Linked DNA regions of Mus musculus: all the other regions are linked to region 2. The links are chromatin contacts, called in public promoter capture Hi-C maps. All regions are on one chromosome and are shown on one strand. The core of a region is the stretch at or near the end of the contact, and the rest is flanking DNA. Distances in the headings are between cores, read along the strand shown.

Region 1 (3,890 bases), core at 215-2,714, 320 kb before region 2:
ACCACAGCAGCTGCAGGTCTGCTCAGTGTGGTTTGCCAGCATCCTACATAGGTTCTGGGGGACGCTGCCCAACCTTCCCCAAAGGGTCCTCAGCAGGGCTCAGGCTGAGCTGGGTTCCACTGTCACTGGGTTAGGATCTACTGGAGTAAACAGACTCCCCGCCATTTTGTTTGATTTTGCTTTTGTTTTGGGTCAGAGTCTGTCTATGTGGCTCCAGCTGTCCTGGAACTCACGGAGATTCACCTGCCTCTGCCTCCTGAGTGCTGGGATTAAAGGTGTGTGTGACCACACTGTGACAACTCATCCCTTTTTAAAATCTAAATTTTATCTATTGTTATTGTGGGTATGAGTGTGCATGATGTGAATGTACAGCCATGCACACCACAGCACACGTGTAAGTCAGAGGACAAATTTGTAGAGTTGGCTCAGCAAGCTCTTTCACCTACTGACCCATCCTGCTTACCCTGACATACTGTTATTGTAGCCCTGGCATCACAGTAAGAAAGACCCTGAACTGCAGGCACTGACAGGTATGGGAGGTGCGCTCCTGGGGCTGAAAACCAGCTCTCTGCCTGAAGCTCCCTTTGTGCCACAATGTTCAAACACATCCTTTATTCAGCCCACAAATGTTTACTATATAGCTCTGGGCTTGCTGGCACCAAGGAGGCTGGCCATCATGGGGACAATCCATTAAGGGCGCTTGAGGGTCTTGGGCTCCCAATCCTAATTCTATGACCTTGGAATGTCTATCTGTCTGTCTATATGTGTATAGATACACTCAGACATTCACACACATACATAAACACACATACATATATATGTATACACACATACATGTACACACACACAAACATGGTCTCGGGACCATGTCTGGAATTTTGTCTTTGTCCCAGCAGCTGGACAATCTATCTGGGACTTCCTTAGAGGAGACCTGCAGTACCTATCCTGATAGCTCCATGTAGAGGTCTCCATGGAGAGGGAGGTACCCAAATCAGGTGAATCCAGAGGCCATTGACAGAGGTACCCAAATCAGGTGAATCCAGAGGCCATTGACAGAGGCCTTCAACATTTTAGAGCATGTATCAATATGAAAGTAGGATTTTGACTTTTTTGTTGTTGTTGTTTTTTGAGAAAGGGTTTCTCTGTATAGCCCTGGCTGTCCTCGAACTCAGAAATCCGCCTGCCTCTGCTTCCCAAATGCTGGGATTAAAGGCGTGCGCCACCACCGACCGGCTGGATTTTGACTTCTTGAGCTAGGATCAGATTTAGCTCCAAAACCGTAAGAGGGAACAGTTTATGCCCAACAAGCCCAGCTTTCAGACAGGCATAGGTCCATCCAGCCTCCGGCCGCCAGAGGGCGGTGCAAACACTAGTAGGCTCTGCCTGCCTCTCTCCTCTCTTCCTCGCCTTCGGGTTTGTTTTACTTCCGGTTATGTGAGAAATCAGCGCTCGGAAGGCTCGCAGATCAGTTTGCACTTCCGGAGCGCCCGTGTCTCGGGTCTGCAGAGTGCTGCACCGGAGGTGAGGGGCCTTTGCACCCAGGTGAAGTCCGCTCCCTGCGGTGACATCCGTCTCCGCAGTCGGCCGCGTGTGTGCCGCACTTGGCCCCTTTCTGTGACCCCGGTAGGCGGCCCTGGGCACTCGGTCCAGTGGCCCCGGTGCGAGGGATGAATGACTGAGCGAGCGAGTGACTCCCGCCGCCTCCTCCCAGGTGAAGGCGCTTCCTCTAGGGGCGCCCGGGCCGCGGGGAGGATGAATCGAGCCAAGCCCACCACCGTACGGAGACCCAGCGCGGCCGCCAAGCCCTCAGGTGCGTCCCTGCGCGCGGCGACCTCGAGACGGTCAATGAATGGGTTCCATGAAGGCCGGCATGGCCACTGAAGGGGTTCCTACGGGACATAGTTAACTTGGGACTGTTGGGAGAGCGTGGGCATCCAACACAGCAGGACAACGGTCATCCAACCCAGGCTTCCTGCATACATTGCTGTCCTGAGGGGCTCCTAAAGGACAAGGGCATCCTTGTCCTGCTGAGCATCTGGCAAGGACAGGGTACCTGGACCAGAATCACAGTCTCTGAAGCCGGATAATCTAGACTGGGGTCCTAAAGTTTCTTCTTGCTAACTGTGTGACACTGGCACATTACTTAACTTCTGTCTATTTTGTTTTGTCTTGTTTTGTTTTGGTTTTTTCGAGACAGGGTTTCTCTGTGTAGCCCTGGCTGACCTGGAACTCACTCTGTAGACCAGGCTGGCCTTGAACTCAGAAATCCTCCTGCCTCTGCCTCCCAAGTGCTGGGATTAAAGGCATGTGCCACCAGTCCCCTGCCTAACTTCTGTGTCTTTATTTGTAAAACGAGGGTCATAACTTTTGAAGAAGCCCGGTGAGAATTAAGTAGACAGTGCTTATGAGTTACAGATGGCTTAGTTTCTAGTCAGCACTGGATCAGCGTCAGCCATCGCTTGCTCTGCCAGGGTGGTTGGACAACCTCAGGCTTTACTTTTGTCTCTTGGGGGCCCACTCTGAGATTGGGTATCACAGGTGTGGGTTTTCTGTTCCTCTGCAGGGCACCCTCCCCCTGGGGACTTTATTGCTCTGGGGTCCAAGGGTCAGGCCAGTGAATCAAAGACAACGTCCACCCTGCTGAAGCCAGCCCCTTCTGGGCTACCCTCAGAGCGCAAGAGAGATGCTTCAGCTTCTCTGTCTGGGACCTCTGCGCTGACCGGCCTCACTAAGCGCCCCAAACTGTCCTCCACTCCCCCACTGAGCGCCCTGGGACGTCTGGCTGAAGCCGCAGTTGCAGAGAAGCGAGCCATTTCTCCATCGATTAAGGAGCCATCTGTGGTGCCCATTGAAGGTAAGATCAGACTGCCAACTTCCCCAGAGAGATTCCTTCATCCTGTCCATCTGCCCAGTGCCCGTGGGAGCCACTTCCAGCCTGGTTCTGTTAGCGTAGTGGGGTCTTGGCTTCCTGTGGGCTCGCTGCCTGGCATTGTGAACAGATGCACCTCCCATTCCCACAGTGCTCCTGGTTCCTCGTTCCATCATTTATCTGGCCTGTGTACAGCCTGCCCCTGGTTGTGACAGCACTGTTCTGAACCGTGCTGGGACAGGTGCGCAGGCTGTGGTGGCATCTAAGTGGTTCTAGCCCGGTCCTCCAGTGGAAGGGGATTCTTTGCTCACTGTCTTTGCCTCCAGGACAGGGAGCATTTTGGTGCCATTTTCCAGGTAGAAAATAGGTCCCCCAAGTACCAAAGAGACCTCAGAGGAGAGACGAGTGTCCCTGAAGTTGTGCAGGGGTCTGACCTTCTCCTCCTTCTTGTCATTTATCCCATGACTTCTTTGACAGTGCCAGGATTGAGCCTAGGTCCAGATGCACACAAGGCAAGTGTTGTAACCACTGAACTCTACAGCCCAGAGCCCCTCAGTGACTCATAGCAGCTCCATGATGCCTTAGCATAGACCTGTCACCCGCTAGCTATGTGCCAGCCTCTGAGCACCTAACATTCCAGTAGCAGACGCCACTGTCTGCGTGTCTGCTCCGAGCCTTTCTAAGGGACTCCTTCCTGAGAGCCAAAAAGGACAAGCATCCTGTCCTCTAGCCTTTAATGAAGCTGTATCTCATGAAGCTACGTTGTCCCTTGGTACTGAGATGTCATTTGAAAGGCTCAGAGGGTGCCTGTTACCTCAGCTGCTTAGGAGACTGAGGCAGGCAGATGAAAAGTTCAAGGTGAGCCTTGGCCACTTCTTAACTTGACCCTGTATGACAGTAAAAAAGTAAATTGAGGGATATGGATATAATTCAGTGGTAGAGCCCCTGCCTAGAATCCCCCAGTGAGGGGCTGGGGTGTGGCTCAGTGGTAGAGCCCCTGCCTAGACTCCCCCAGTGAGGG
Region 2 (3,887 bases), core at 1,117-3,616:
GATGGGGACCTGATTTTGCATTCCCAGGATCCAGGTTTTTTTGTTTGTTTTTTAATGCCAAGCTTGACGGTTCTCCTGCGTAATTCTAGCATTGGAGAGACAGAGACAGGAAGATAGCTGGAGCTCACTGGTGATCTAGCCTCGACGAATCTGTAAGCTCTGGGTTCAGTGAAAGACCCTGTCTCAAAAAGTTACTCGGCAAAGTGATAGAGAAAAACACCATGAAGAAGACCTCTGGCCTCCATACATGTATGCACAAACACATGAACATATACAAATATATGACACACGCCCACCACACACACTCATACACTACACACATACCACACACTTGCCTGCACACACACAAACACAAACACACATTCACACCACACACTTGCCTACACACACTATATACTCATCCACACACATGTACACACACACCCCACACAGACCACACCACACACTTACCTGAGCACACACACACACATACATGCACACTACACACTTGCCCCATGCACACCATACACACACACACACATACATACCACATAAATGTAAAAGACAGCCAACTAGAACAGAAAAGAAAGTCCAGAAGGCCTCAAATGCTATGTATAGAGTCGGTAGGTAGGAAGAGACTGAGCTGTGAAATGATTGGAGTCGGGGCACCTGGCTGGGCAGGTGACATAACTTGGTAGAGTGCTCACCTACCATGTAAGAATCCCTGAGATCAACCCACAAATACATTTAAATTGGAAGGGAAAGAGTTGGGGCAGGCAGTGGTGGCACATGCTTTTAATCCCAGCACACCAGGGCCAGAGGCAGGCAGATCTCTGTGAGCTCAAGGCCAGCCTGGTTTTCAGAGTGAGTTCCAGGCTAGCTGGGGCTAAACAGAGAAACCCTGTCTCAAAAAAAAATAAATAAAATAAGGTATCCTTATACAGAAAGATTGTTACCTGTTATCTCTGTGTTGGCCACTTTCACAGCAAATGCCAGCTGAGCTAGAGTTCTTGATTCTCAGCCTGTTAGAGGCTTCAACAAAACTCAGGTGAGGGAGTCTGTCTTTTCTCATTGCTTGATAATTCCCCTCTCTCTATTCTGCATCACAAGGAATTTACTGTCTCCTCTTAGTTGGCTAGCAGCATCAGCAATAAATCACACCCACTCCATCTGTAATTTTGTCATTTTGAAGCAGGGTCTCACTAAGCCTTGGCTAACCTGGAACACACTATGTAGACCAGGCTGGCCTCACACTTGTAGAGATCCACTTGCCTCTGACCCAATGCTGGAATTAAAGGCTGTTGTGGGGTACTCTGAAGAGAAGACTGCTAGACATGGTTTAAGCCAATAGAAAATCTTTATTAGCTGTCCAGCAACTACACTGGGTGATGGAATCCTAGTGTAGCACTGAGCCTTTTTCCAGGTGATTTTTTAAGCACTAAAACCATGTTCCGAGTTGACACACAGTTAAAAAGAAGAGTAAACCAGAAGTGGAACTAGAGAGGCTGGAAAGCAAGGTTAGTGTGTGTTGAGACTTTCCCAGCACTATATGGACTCTGATGGACTAGGCCCTTGTTTTAGTTTGGGCAGGTGGTGCTGTCTATGTGCTGCTAAGTTTTACAGCCTCATGGTACTTCCAATGTGGAGTCAGTGTGCTAAGGTCTGGTGGCCTACTAAGGTCTATGGCCCTGTTACAAGGCCAGTGACAGCTATGCCAGACCCTTTACATTACTTCTTCACTACTTTGTGTGTGTGTGTGTACACATACATATATTATGAAATGTACATATTTACTTATTTAGTGTGTGTGTGTTTAGAGGTCAGAAGACAGCTTGTGGGAATTGATTTTCCTTCCGATTTATGGATCCTGGACATCAAACTAACGTTACCAAGCTTTACAATAAACACTTTTACCGTCGGAGGCATCTCACTGGCCTTTATGAATCTCGAGAAGACCCCGAGTTTCTGATCCTCCTCCCTCTATCTCTTTGGTGCTGGGATTATAGGCTACAACAGGGTCCGACTTTGAACTCCCTACACAGCGGAGGATAGCCTTGAACTCCTAATCCTTCTTCCTAGCTTCCCTAGGGCTGGGACGAAAGGCGTGCACCTCCAAGCCCGGCACCCCTCGGATATTCTAACTTTACCTGCTGGAATTCTCTGAGAGGTGTTCTATCTGTTCAGCCCAGCACCAGCGGCCAGAATTCGGCCGCACGTGCCCACGCCACCAGGTGTTGCCCTGGCAACTGACTGCGCTCTCAGCTCAGAGAGATGACGCCAATATCCTGCGCCAGGGCTGCGCCCTCCCATGCGGCGGCCATTGGCTGGCTGGAAGATGGACGCCTTCCCGATCCAATGGATAGCGCTGATCTTCTGAGGGCGGGACGGCGCGGAACCTGCTGAGCTGGTGGTGGAGGCGCGTGGCAGAGGTGTGCGAGAGTGGGAGCTGCAGGTGCGTGCTGGGTAGGGTGGGGTGACGGGGGGTTGTCGCATCCGCCCGGGGAGACGCGGTCCTGGGCCGGGCTGTGCGTCTCTGCGCAGCTCTCCACGTGGATTTCCAGAGATCTATTCAACCACCCACCTACCCATTTACCCCTGTTGATACAGGCGACCACTTAGCCATTCGTCCACTCCTCCGTCTACTTAAACGTCCATCCACTCCTCTACCCAATTATCCATCCGTCCACCCACCTATTCATCCAGGCACCCACCCATCCATTCATCTATATCCTTCATCCACCCACCCACTTATTCATGCACCCAACAGTCCTTCCATGTATCCATTCTTACAAGTTGGGTGTGGTGGTACACAGCTGTGGTCTCAGTATCCTGAAGGCTGGGACTGAAAAAAATTGCCGCTAGCTCGGTCTAGCCATGTCTTCTAAATGAGACTCCGTTCAAAAAAAAAAAAAAAAAAAAAAAGATTCTTTGGGTTCCTTTTCTGTATCGGTGTCACTCAAGGCTCTGGGAAGAAACGGGGGCCAGAATAAGAATCCCAGATCTAGGGAGCCCAGGTTTTTGACTGTAGAAGATCTCTTACTAATGGTCTTAGGTACCATGGAGATAATTTAAGGGAGTCTTGTTCCTTCTTTGAGCTTGCTGAGGCATAGTCTTTCTGGTTTCTGCTGCTGCACTGTGTACCCCAGGCTTACCCCCCTGTCTCTGCCTTCCATCTCACCATAGGAGAGACGAGACGACAGATTCACACACTGCATCCAGCTTTTTATGTAAGTCCCAGGAATCGAACTCATATTATCAGGCTTGTTCGGCAGGTGCTTTTACCCACTGAGAACTCCTAGCCCTCTGTCTTCTTATTTCCTTGCTGCATGAAGCAGCAGTCAGTGCCTCTGGATTTCATTTCCTAAAGGACTAGTGACATTGGGCATCTTTTCATGTTCTTCACTGTTTGTTCAAGACCTTTGCCCATTCTAGAGTTTGCAGTGTGTGTGTGTGCCAGAGGTCAACTTTAGGTGGTCCCCAGCAGCCATCTACCTTGTATGTGACAGTGGACTCGACAGGCTAGGCAGGGACGGAACTCAGGTCTTCAGGCTTAGTGGCAAGCGCCTTTACCTGCTGAACCATATTGCTTTCTCCCCCTCCCCCACCACTTCTTTTGTTTGGTTTTTGTTTTGTTTTTTGAGAGAAGGTTTCTCTGTATAGCAAGCCCTGGCTGTCCTAGACTCCCTTTGTATACCAGGCTGGCTTCGAACTCACAGAGATCTTCCCACCTCCGCCTCTAGAGCTCTGGGATTAAAGGTGTGCACCACCCCACCTGGTGCCCAAATTCTTTTATTGTATAATTGCCAGAGTTATTCTGTGGTGGTGGCCATGCATGCCTTTAATCCCTAGAGGCAAAGGCAAGTGGATCTCTGTGAGTTTGAGACCAGTGTGCTCTACAGAGGGAGTTC
Region 3 (3,884 bases), core at 593-3,092, 280 kb before region 2:
AGGTCAGCTGCTTCCACTGGGCAAGGGTTGGGGCTATAATCCCAGGGGCAGTCTTGTGCCCTCCAGAGTTGGGATGAGGATCTTGCTGCCCACCTACCAGCCCCACACCTGCTGCCTGTACCCAGGTGCCTCCTTGATGCCAGCCCACAGCTTGGGCACGGAAAACCTGTTTTCACTCCTGGTAGAGACGGCACCTGGCTCCAAGCCAGATGCCATTTTGGGGAAAACACCTACCTTCCTAAAGATCCTGCCTAGACAAGCTCTGGGGCCCAGCTGGGAAGGGCCGGTTCACACTGTTGCTGTCATAGTCCGGTCCATCTGATGACATATAGATTCCTGAGGGTGCGGAGAAACAAAGCTGGGCAGAGGTGGCGCACACCTTTAATTCCAGCACTTGAGGAAGAAGCAGGTGGTTCTCTGTGAGTTCGAGGCCAGCCTGGTCTACAGAGTGAGTTCCAGGATAGCCAGGGCTACACAGAGAAATTCTGTCTCAGAAACAAAACAAAACAACAAAAGAACATTCAGGGCAGCCCCTGGCTCTAACTGAGGACCTGGGAGAGGTACTTTCCTTAATCACCCCTGGCATCCTCAGAGACTTGAAAGAGGCTAAGAGTCTCCTGTCTCAAGACCCCTGGAGCGTGCCCCCTCAGCCTTCCTTTCCTCCTCTGTGAATGTAGAGCGGTTATTCTGGCTGGCTTGGCACCCTTGAGGGTGAAGGGAAAGCAGACAGTATTTTAAAGTTTGAGACAGGGTCTCAGGTCGCCCATGTCAGCCTTGCACCCCATATGTATCCTGGGATAAGCTTGGATTTCTGATCTTCCAGCTTCTCCCCGCTGAGGGCTGGGATTCCAGGTGTGTGCCATCACGACCAGTATCTGTCTGATGGGAAAGCACACTACTCAGCAAGGTCCACCCCAGCTTCCAACCAGACAGCTTTGTAGACCCTGAAAAGGGACACTCCTCAGAGGTTGCATCTACCCTAGCCTCTGTTTTCCCATTTGTCAACAGGCTGCCAACTCTAGAGGCTGAGGCAGGAGGATGAGTTAGGCAGACTAGGCAGCTTGGCCTCAACTTTAAAAAATAAAATAAAATAAAAGAACGCTGTTGCGGGTTTGGACTGGAGAGATGGGTCAGTCGTTAAGAGCATTTGCTGCTCTTCCAGAAGTCCTGGGGTTTAGTTTCCAGCACCCACATGGCAGCACAACCCGCTCCAACTCCGATTCTAGAAGAGCAGGGGCCTTCTTCAGGTCTCCCGGGCTACCAGACACACAAGGGGTGCAGATACACTTTCAGACCAAAGCCCATATGCATAAGATAGAATTAAAAGTAAGAAAGAAAACCGTAGCTGGGAGTGTAGCTCAGCTGGTGGTATGCTTGCCTGGCATGCAGGAAGCCTCAGGGTCCATACCCAGCACTGCACAAACCAGGCATGGTGTGGGGCACAAGCCTGTAATCCGAGAGCAGTAAAGGAGGTGGAGGCTGGGGAATCTGAAACACAAGGTCATCTTTGCTTTTATAATAAGCTAGAGGCCAATGCGAGCTACATTGGTCCCGGTCTCAAGGAAAACAAAAAAAGAAAACCCCGACGCCTCTGCTGGGAGTTATGGCTAAAGGCCAAGGCGGGAGCCAACGCCCAGAGTACCGGGCCCCTATTCTTCAAGTCCCAGGAAAGAGGGGGCGTGGTCTTATGTGGGCGTGCCCTTTGTGGGGCGTGGGTGTGGCCTGACCAAACTGGGGCGGTGCGGCCGGAACAAGGAGCCTGTGTGGAGCTTGGAGCTGGTGAGCCAGGCCTTCAAGAGGCGTGATCTTGTGGGGGCGGGTCTGAAGAGGCGGGGCCTCTAGGGGGCGGGGCCGGCGGCCTCGCAGGCGTCAAGAGTGTGTGGGGCGCCGGTCTCCCGGTGTTCTCTTCTTCCAGCCCGGCTGGTGGTCGGCGGGTCCGGGCCTCCTGCGCGTCTCGGGCCCAAGAGGGGCCTGTAGCCAGCTCCTCGAGCCGCCAGCCCGTCCTGCCGCCCATATGGCCGCCATAAAGGCCCTGCAAGAATGGTGCCGGCAGCAGTGCGAGGGCTACCGGGACGTGAGCATCACCAACATGACCACCTCGTTCCGCGATGGCCTGGCCTTCTGCGCTATCTTGCACCGACACCGGCCTGACCTTATGTGAGTGCTCTTTAACCCCTCTGTCGGGCTCTGATGTGCCGCTGCAAACGGGAAACTGAGGCCACGCCTGCCTTGGGATCCGGGTCGGAGGTTTCAGACACACCCCTCTCAGATGGGCCACCCGGGGTAGAGCAGAGACCTGCAGGTACAGCCTATTTGGTGGTCTCCAAGGCTGTGGCAGTCAAGTAGCCTCTGTGCAGGCCACCAAGTGCAGCTGGGCCAGGGGCCAGGACATGGGCTGTCCAGCCGGCTTAGTCAGTGGTGACTCAGGGCAGCGTCCGCCTTCCCCGAGCTCCCTGAGAAAGGGCAAAGGAACAGCTCCTGGGGGTCTGAGGTCTGGCCCCAAGATCAGGGCCATTTGAGGCTTCTAGTGGGATTACTGCCCCTCCTCTAATTTGTCTAGGCATCTTTGGGAAAGCAATCAAAGAGGGAAGCGCAAGCCTTTTAGCACCTTAGAATGACAGGAGACAATGGAGTCTGGGCCATCATCCTTGGAAGTTGTAGGAGAGGACAGGGATTGGGTCTAAAGCCTTCTATAGAAGAAGAGTCTTGGCATAGGAAGTTGGGAAGCAAGCCAGCTCTGTCTTGTTGAAGGACCTTGGCCCACAACTCAAACTGTTCTATCAGTTATTCACTTAGCAAACACTTAGGCAGACTCTGTTACAGGGACCTAAGTTAGTCTGGTGACCAGAGTCCTGAAATGGGACAAGATCACCTACAGCCCATGCCCTTCAGAGGAAAGCATTCTCCTGTACATGGTACATAAATGCAGAGTTGGCTGGTCTGGGAGTGTTTCCCAGGGAGGTCTTAGGGCTGAGTGAGGCTCCAGGCAGCACCTGTGGAGCCCACCTCAGCCAGCCTTCTTGCTGTGCAGATGGGGAAACTGAGGCTCCGAAAAGGAAAAACAAACAAATATTGTTCGTGTTACACAATGTGTCAGGAAGAGCCAGGCCTGGTGCTATCAGACTCCCTTGTGCCAAGCTTTGCTCTGCTCAGGAAGCCGGAATCTTGAGCAAGAAGTAGGCTTCTGCCCTGTGGTTATGAATTCCCCACCCCAACCCCCGAGCTGCTTGGGAGGGCCCCATGGCATGAGCCTCAGTCACTCTCAGGGAGATGGATGGTGTGAGCTCAGTGGGGCATCAGTCATGTGGAAACCAGGAAGCTGAGCTTCGATGGATGCTGGGCCAAGGATGTAGACCTTGGAAAATGGACTTGGGATGAGAACGTGGGTAGTCAGGTTTCTTCCGGTGGTGCAGGGGGAGTCTGGATGATGATGCAGAGTGGGGAGCTCAGATGAGAACTATGTGACGAGTTCTCAAGTGGAGGAGACGATGATGTTGGATTTTGGCTGGATTAGCCTCAGCTGGTAATTGGACAGGGACAGGGCCTTTGCAGACATGGGGTTTCCTCTGCTCCGAAGCAGGGACTATGTGTGCTCATGGCCTGACATGTAGTCCCCACAGAGGAGGAGAGGTGTACACGAAGAGATATATGTTTATTTATACTTGTATGTTTACTTGTGTGTGCATGTATATGCTGGCACAGGCAAGTGTTAAAGATTTGCTCACTTATCTAATGAGTGCCTACTGTATACAGCATAAGGTCATCTAGTGCAGGGAGCAACTTCTGGTCTCAGAGACAGAAGTTCAAGGTAATGACAGGGAACAGGGAACCAAGAGTTGGTGACAGGAAGGAGGCTGGACGAAGAGGTGCCTGCTCAGTTCACT

The links. Promoter capture Hi-C pulls out the DNA fragments that hold promoters and counts their contacts. Capture Hi-C pulls out chosen DNA fragments and counts their contacts.
Region 1: a promoter capture Hi-C map of liver shows a contact between it and region 2. The contact joins the promoter of Ints1 here to the promoter of 3110082I17Rik in region 2. A contact is called at or near these places in 2 of 39 promoter capture datasets (cranial neural crest and frontonasal cranial neural crest), 3 of 115 datasets of contacts at active chromatin or transcription factors (acute myeloid leukemia, forebrain and stem cell-derived neural progenitor cells) and 2 of 9 other capture datasets (adipose tissue and liver).
Region 3: a contact with region 2 is called in a promoter capture Hi-C map of the HPC-7 cell line. The contact joins the promoter of Micall2 here to the promoter of 3110082I17Rik in region 2. A contact is called at or near these places in 17 of 39 promoter capture datasets (the 3T3-L1 cell line, 3T3-L1-derived adipocytes, the HPC-7 cell line and 10 more), 4 of 484 Hi-C or Micro-C datasets (cortical neurons, embryonic fibroblasts, embryonic stem cells and 1 more), 7 of 115 datasets of contacts at active chromatin or transcription factors (the 230-238 cell line, craniofacial prominence, embryonic hindbrain and 2 more) and 2 of 9 other capture datasets (embryonic stem cells and liver).

What each region holds. Positions count from the first base shown.
Region 1 is chr5:139,773,252-139,777,141 of GRCm38.p6, reverse strand. It overlaps Ints1 (integrator complex subunit 1), which reads left to right and starts at 1,464. Exons shown (of 47, transcript NM_026748.2): 1 at 1,464-1,810; 2 at 2,564-2,854. The coding sequence starts at 1,672.
Region 2 is chr5:139,459,013-139,462,899 of GRCm38.p6, reverse strand. 3110082I17Rik (RIKEN cDNA 3110082I17 gene) reads left to right here and starts at 2,366. Exons shown (of 5, transcript NM_028469.3): 1 at 2,366-2,431.
Region 3 is chr5:139,734,291-139,738,174 of GRCm38.p6, reverse strand. It overlaps Micall2 (MICAL-like 2), which reads left to right and starts at 1,842. Exons shown (of 17, transcript NM_174850.3): 1 at 1,842-2,157. The coding sequence starts at 2,015.